2 separate regions of the Astyanax mexicanus genome follow, and region 1 is linked to region 2. Evidence: chromatin contacts called from public Hi-C data. All regions are on one chromosome and are shown on one strand. The core of a region is the stretch at or near the end of the contact, and the rest is flanking DNA. Distances in the headings are between cores, read along the strand shown. Region 1 holds the start of anapc4 (anaphase promoting complex subunit 4). Region 2 overlaps slain2 (SLAIN motif family, member 2).

Region 1 (3,770 bases), core at 760-3,259, 40 kb before region 2:
CGGCTAACAGCCGAAAACAGAGCCGGGGTGTTCAGCCCGCTGCTGCTGCTGGAGCTCCTGTCGGCCTGAGGCCTTTATTACAGTCGAAACCCAAACAGTCCAGCCGGAGTCATTAAAGGGAAATGTGTCATTTGATCCGGGTAACCCAATCGCTCAGGTAACCGGTAGACTGAGCGGAACAGACACACAGACCGGGCCCTGAACTGCTCCTCCTGTCAGCTGGCCGACCGGGGGAGCTAGTTAGCAGCCTGCTAGCTAACCTAACTAGCCTTGCTAACTAACTAACTCCGAGTTAAAGCCCGCGGAGCGTCCCAGTGTTTACCGCTGCTCAACAGCCCCTGACACCCCCGCCCGACCTCCACCAGTTAACCCCAAGCTCCTTACCCTCCGAGGGAAGCCGGCAGAAGGGGCGCAGCAGCTCGGGGAAGCTCAGGCTGTTCCTGCGGGTCACTCTCTCCGCCTCCTCGCTGCACAGGACGGCCACCATCGGCACGAACGAGTCCTGGATGAACTCCTGCACAGACTGGGCGCACTGGGCCATGGCGCCGGTCCAGCGGGCAGTCCGAGCGAGAACCGGGGGAGCAGACGAGCCGGGCGCGGGAGTGTCACCGAGAACAGAGGAGCCGCTACAGAGTTAAAAACAAGTCCCTCTACTGACAGCCCGCAGCAGCCATGATGGACTCTACAGTCCCCCCTGCTGACCGATTTAACTCCCGTCGAGCACCACGCCTGTCAGGTGATACCAGACAGGCAGCCTAAACACGTCCCTTCAAAATAAAAGTCTTAATGCGGTCTGTAGAGGAGGGTGAAAAGAGGTAAAACAGAAGAAAGCAAGGGTAATAAAAATAGATTAAATAACTGCGAAACCAGTTGTGAAATATTAATCCATATATTGTGGCGTAAAAGCTACCAAAACGCAGCAATTTAAGGCTTATTATTAATAAAAACACGTTTTTGCACACACGAAAGCTGAAACAGAAAGAACACTAGAGGACGCCCTTGAGCAAGTAATTGTTCAACAGGTTAAAGCATTTTGTAATAATGTACAACTTATAATATAATATATTATATTACTACTAAAATATGCACAGTTTAATCAGGTAAAATGTTACGATTTTTACTAATGGTAACTAATCTGGTTAATGAAAGATAGCAACATTTATATATAAACATAATTTTTACGTCATTAATGTATTAAAATAATGTTGATCTCTGACGTCAGATTTGATATATTTGTGCATATTGATTTTACGTTTATTTCAACATTGTTTCAACTGTCTGGTTTTAAATGTATTATTTGTATTAAAGTTTAGTAACAGTCTACAAAAATGTGAGAAAAGCTATATAATGTTATATATATTGTTTGTATTGTATTCTTTTATCCGGTACTGTAGTCTAGCTATGTAAAAACACATTAAAATAATAATTACTAACATTATTTTTTTTTATTTGTGGTAAGCACATTTTACATAAAAGCATTGTGGATGTAGAAGAGCTCAGCCAACCACTCAAAAACTTTAATTATTTAAAGTTAACATTTTATAAAATAATTGAATTACTAACTGATGCCTATGAGGCGATGTGAAACAAAAACTTGTTTTAAGATTGTTTTTCCATCCTTAATCTTAAAAGATGTAATGCAACCAGAAAATCAACCTTCTTTGCTCTGCTCTCAAAATAAAGGATCTCATGCAATAATCATTAGGTATGAAATATTTCTTCATACCTTTTATAAAGAGAGATTTTTTTTTTTTATGAACATCTTATAACAGTCCGTAAACGAAATGAACAATTAAATAGTTTGTAGCTTTGAAATAAATTGAATTCAAATTAATAATATATAAGTAATGAAAAAATTAAAATTAAAACAAGGGGTTAGCATACATTATATGAATTCAAATATGTTTTATACGTTGGGCATTATTTATGGTTATTTTTCGTTGCTTGTGTGGCAAATTGCTTTTCGTCGTTCTGCTTGTCTCGTTGGGCTTTCCGTAGTTATGTTTTTAGCGGCGGGTAGTAGAGAAGCCGGGCTGCTCAGCCCGCACACTGCGTGTTATTTATTTATTTCACTGGATTAATAATAAGTGTTCAGCTTTTTCTGATAAAATCAGCGCGTGTGGGGATTATAGAGCTCAAGTCCAAGTCACCCTGATTACAGTTAATGATCTTTATTGAGCGTTCGAGTGAGTAATCGTAACATTTACAACGTTAGTTAGGTAGCTAGGTCTTAAGTGCTGTTTACAGCGGTACTGAGCTAGGCTAGCTAACATGCTAGTTAGTTGGACAGGTGTTTATTTAACTAACTGTTTACTGAGACTTTCTTTACACAGTTCAGTTAACCTGGCTGACCAGCTCGCGAGAGGTGTAGCTAGTTAACTATATTGCTTTACATCAGTAGACATTTCTAGTTGTTTTAACTAGCTTCTTTGTCACAGACTAGCTAGCTCGTTGATTGGCTGTCACTTGGAGAGAGCTCGTTTTTACCTCCAAAAAATGTAACACTGTAGACAGCTTCTCTTACCTCATATTCTATTGCCTCGGTTTCCAGTCACTTACTAATGAATTGCTAACGTATAGTAAATACTATAAAACATTGGATACATTTGACAGATAGGTCTAGCATTCTCCAGTAGCTAAATCATAACAAAGATATATTTTCCACAACAGTTTAATGATTCTGTTTGGTCAAGCTTAGATAAACTAATGGTTCATCAAAAACTCAGTATTGCCCTTTATTACAAAGTGTATTTGGTCACATGTTTGGTGCTTGAACATTGCTTCTTGTTTTTGTACTCATGCTACAAAGCCAGTATAGATTTCCACTTCGTTTTAGCCACATGTAGCACATTCTTGTAGCTCCAGTGCAAAACTAGACAATCTCTGAAGAAATTATTTTGCTCAAACCTGGAGAAATTGCATACACTGGTTATTTATTTATGTTTGTTTGACGATTCATTCAGTAAATGATGTCCCTTTAATCTAAGCATTGTTTTTTTTCCATCCTCAGGTTTGGAAACGAAAGGGCTTCACAATGCCTGCTTTCCGACAAGTGGGGGAGAAGCAGCTGCCAAACCCAGTTCTGTACATGGCCTGGTCTCCTAAAAGGGACCTCATCGCTTTGGTCAACACAGCTGGTGAGGTGAGGAAAAAGTTTCTGTACTCTCCACAGTGAGGGTCAATAGTTTCTCCACAAAATAGAACTACATTACCTTTAAAAACAACTCGTGTATCAGCGATTAAACTTAAGTTTAAAATGGATTTGACCTCTGGTGAAACATGTCAACAAGTATGAACCTTTGTGGAATAACCCACCTCTGTTCCCCCTCTGAAATACAGAGCTTGTAGCCAATGCTCCAACAGGCTTACAGAGTTCTCAGTGCCTCATTTAAATGTAAAGCTTCTCAGATTTCTTCCAATAAAGTGTGGAGCTATTTTGAATTTGTTAATGGTGTAAAAATATCTTTGCATGGGCAACACTATCCTCCTATCACTAGCATTGTAAGCCTGTTGGGACCATCAAGTAGAAGCGTTGTATTTTGGAATGTTGGGGGTAAATAGAGGTTTGTTAATTGACACAAGTTCTTACTCATTTTTGGAGTGCATTGTAGTGTATGTTTTACTGCACACCAAGTCCATTTAACGTTGGATTTCACATTTAATTACAAGACACATAGGAAAAAAATCTATAACAAAACTACACTTTTTAAATTAAAATAATTAATTAAAATGACAGAACAGACTCATAGAATTAAGTTACAATTGCAATA
Region 2 (3,800 bases), core at 1,100-3,599:
CAGGACAGGGTTCTATAGCATGAAAAAAAAAACACTCAGAATTTTGTTTGAGCACACCAGTGTGACAACAAGTTGTTAACAACAGAATTCACCACTGCATTATGCATGACCAAGAGCTACAAAATACTATTACTATTGCAACAGGTGTGTCAAATCAAAAAATGTATCTTCACGTATTTCACATGTCGCAAGTATATATATAATAATATATAATATATAGAAATATACAGAATGTTTTAAATTTCAATAGTTTTTTATAGTTAGATAAAGACTTTATTTCTCCTGTCTTCTTGTGTTTTACAGGAAAGAGATATTTCAGTGAGAATCTAAATCCTGTCATTTTTAAATATCGAAACGCATTGTTATTAAAAAAAAAAAATATATATATATATATATATATATATATACTGTGTGCCATGCTCCTTGTATCACATAGCAGTGTTCCAGCAATCCACCTCTGTATGTAACCAAATAAGGGCACGTTATGCATTTTTTGAGTTTTTATGTGTTTATTGGCTACCCAGCATTTGCTGAGTGTAATATATGGTTTTGTTTTACTTGGCAGCTTGTAAAAAAGCTCTTTCAATACAAAGGAATTTAGTGTATTTTTCGAGAGTGCTTTGTGTAGGATTTTAACTCTGTGACAAATCCACCTTCTTGTTCAGATTTTTTTCTTCCACTTTTTACCAATTGTGTGGAAGAACTGCCTCCAGTGTTTTCACTACAGTCTCTATGCTTTTTGCTTGAGTTAGCCATTGATTAGTAATATTTATTTTTTATATTAACCTAGTGGCTGAATGTAATACAATCATCATAGCACTTCATAATATTGAAGTGACACTTCATAATACACACTTTATATTATCCTTGATGTTGAAATAAATAAACACGAACATGATTGAGCAGGTGTCTCTACGTCCATATAGACTAGTTTGCGGTAGCTGCTGTTAATAGCCACTGTGTCGAATGTGGTTTGAATTTTTGCATTTTTTGTGGAATGTGTTCTTTGTGTAAGTTCTGGAGTTGATCTTTGATGTGTCCATGAGCAATATTGCATTTATTTGAGAAGTTTACGTGTGCCATTATGATCCTGTGCACGCCACCACTCTTCACCTGTTTGCGTGAATGTGTAAGCCACACCATGTTATATTTAAGACATGTCAATTAAAGATGACGCACATCAACCTGATTCTTGAATAGGTAAACAGTGGATCTGATTTTGAGAATCTTAACGTAATGTATTGTACTACAACACTGCTACCCAACAGTTTAGTTACTCACAGTTCAGACTAAAACATAATTAAACATATATGTAAGTATTTACCTTTTACGCTGGATTTGTGTATTTGAGTCTATCTTCACAGTATTTATTAGTTTACATCCCACATGTGCCCCTGGTCCTTTCTGATGCTGGTCAGTCAGAAAGGGAGGGCTGATGAAGAATGTATATGAATGCATTTGAACCCAGGAATCTCCTGTTTCTATCTTTAGTTCATCTCTCGTGTTGCTTTGGAGAGGAGGGAGATTTCAGTGAGTATTCACTGAGAATCCAGCAGTTTTCTATGTTGTGGTATTTTTTTTATTGTGTGTGTAATGTGGTTGGTGTGACTGTGCTTGTTTTTAATATGAATATTATTTTGTTTTTGCCACTAGAGGGAGTAAAAGCTACATTCTCCACCCTCAGTGGAGCATTTTATTATATAGCATTTTATGCTGGGGAAACAAATGCTAGTAAAATGTGCCAACTGAGATCATTGCAGCCCGTCCTTCCATCCATATGTCAATGTATTATTTGAATTCATCTTTGTTGACTCCTTGTGGGTGTATTTTTTGTTTTTTAATTGTTTTCTTGTTCCTTTATAATGATGAGATTGTGCATATACTGGTCAGGTGTCTGAGTCTGTGAACATGAAGTAATCTTACACATTTGGACTTTCAGGTTACAGTATATCAATCTTTTTATTTTTTATACTTTGTCAGTATTTAATATTTTAGATATTTTTTATATATACAGTTTTCCAGTCATTTGGTCACCCTTTTATGTTTTCATGCAGAGCTTGAGTGCTGGATGTTCCGAATCCCCATTTGTAAAATCTCTGTTCTCCCTTTGTTGTACTTTGTACCTTTTTCTTCCTTTTGGCTGCATGGAATTTTTGCTTTTTTGGTTGTTTCTCTTTATCTGTCTCTTCATCTCTCTGTCTTCTTGTCCTCCACAGTTCCTTCCAGTAGTAAACTGAGGACTCCTGCTGCCCCCTCACCTCTGGCCCTGCGGCAGCCTGTAAAGGTTGTGTCTAATCCTAGTTCGGGCACATCCACACCGACTCGATCTCTAGCCCCGCCCCGCAGTGCTCTGCCCCGCCCTAGTGGCTCAGCTGGTGGGGGGTTACCTGTGCCTCGCAGCAAACTGGCCCAGCCAGTGCGCAGGTACACAAACATTTATACACACACACACACACAATGTATATGTAAAATGACGATTTTTTCATTTAGTTTAATTTGTGAACAAACTGACACACAATGTCAAAGTTTTTGATGAACGGACCAATAGAAATTCTCCAAAATTACCTGAAATAAACTCTTTACATTGATTTCTATTAGTGCTGGGCAGTTTGTCCAAAAATGTATATCAGTGCTGTTCTCAGGCAAGATGGAGAGAGGTACGAGTGTTTAGGCTCAATAGAGCTAAGTAGTAAACTCCAGTGTGTTATTTTGCTATGATAACTAGCTACCGTTATCTAGCGAGCTGGCCCAGCATGATTTTTTTTTGGCAGTGCTGTTCTGCACAGTGCTTCTAGTGGTATGACTGTATGAAAAAAAAAAAAAAAGCATACCGGTTGTAAATTTACCCAGCACTAACTTCTATTTAAGAACGTTTTATTTCTTCTGTTGCTGTTTTGGAGATTTTTTTTTTTACAATATTAAAAACTGCTGTTTAATGGTAAATGCTCTCCACAAGGTAAAGATTTGCGTATTGCACTTTGTGTAAAGAGCAATTCCTTTGTAAAATTAGACTTTGTACACCATTGTGCTTCACCTTAGTTAAGAATAGGCACTTGAGGCTCTCTTTGTGATGAAAAAACAATATTCTATTCATCAGTCCTAAATCTATCATTCGAATAATCTCAGTTCAGTACACACAGATGTCTACCAATACTTTCAAAAGACTGGAACAAAGTATTTATTTTATTTCTGTGTGTAGTTCATAAAAGTAATGATGTTTTAAAAAAAAGTAAACCATCAATCCCTCTGCTGCACATCACCCAAGATATGTTGAATCTCCTACTAAACTGAAAAAAAAAGAAAATATAAAAAATGTCAAGTCAGATTTTAAAATGAAAAAATATGTTTTATTGAGGTTCTGTTTTAATCAGTTTTTATTTCTCTCTCTCCCTCTCTTCTGCTTCAAAGGTCTTTACCAGCTCCCCGAAGCTACAGCGGCATCAGAGATGAGAGCTGGAGGGAGGGCTGCTACTGAGCATGCCCAGAAACCTGCAGCACAAAGACGGACTGTCCAACCTGGCACTTTACCGACCTACATAATTATTTTTTTTTTTAGATTACACAATATCTGCAAGAGAGTCACTCTTAGCACCTCCATACAATCAGCAACATAAAGGAAATTCTCATCTCAGTGGGGTAGAAACATGGCTAGCTGGAGATCCGAGAATGCCAAAGAAACCAACTGCCACCAGGAGGCACTCTCACCAACTAAACAGAGCCTATACAGAGAACTGATTTAAACCAGTACCTGATATCTTTGCCTGAATGCCTACTCACTCTATCTATCTCTCATTGAACCT

Evidence for each region. A called contact is a pair of places that touch in the nucleus more often than the background predicts.
Region 1: a contact with region 2 is called in a Hi-C map of muscle, with 5 times the contacts expected there. The contact joins the promoter of anapc4 here to the enhancer-like site in region 2. A contact is called at or near these places in 2 of 3 Hi-C or Micro-C datasets (both in muscle).

What each region holds. Positions count from the first base shown.
Region 1 is chr1:65,444,296-65,448,065 of AstMex3_surface, reverse strand. anapc4 (anaphase promoting complex subunit 4) reads left to right here and starts at 2,009. Exons shown (of 29, transcript XM_007257017.4): 1 at 2,009-2,186; 2 at 3,011-3,142. The coding sequence starts at 3,035. trappc8 (trafficking protein particle complex subunit 8) reads right to left here and starts at 714. Exons shown (of 30, transcript XM_007257015.3): 1 at 385-714. The coding sequence starts at 541.
Region 2 is chr1:65,404,565-65,408,364 of AstMex3_surface, reverse strand. It overlaps slain2 (SLAIN motif family, member 2), which reads left to right. Exons shown (of 9, transcript XM_049481847.1): 8 at 2,217-2,424; 9 at 3,409-3,800. The coding sequence ends at 3,475. Among protein-coding and RNA genes, the nearest start is that of si:dkey-90m5.4, 11 kb to the right of the region's middle. Within about 2 kb of position 2,349, the one cell type or tissue checked has an H3K27ac peak away from gene starts, as active enhancers do.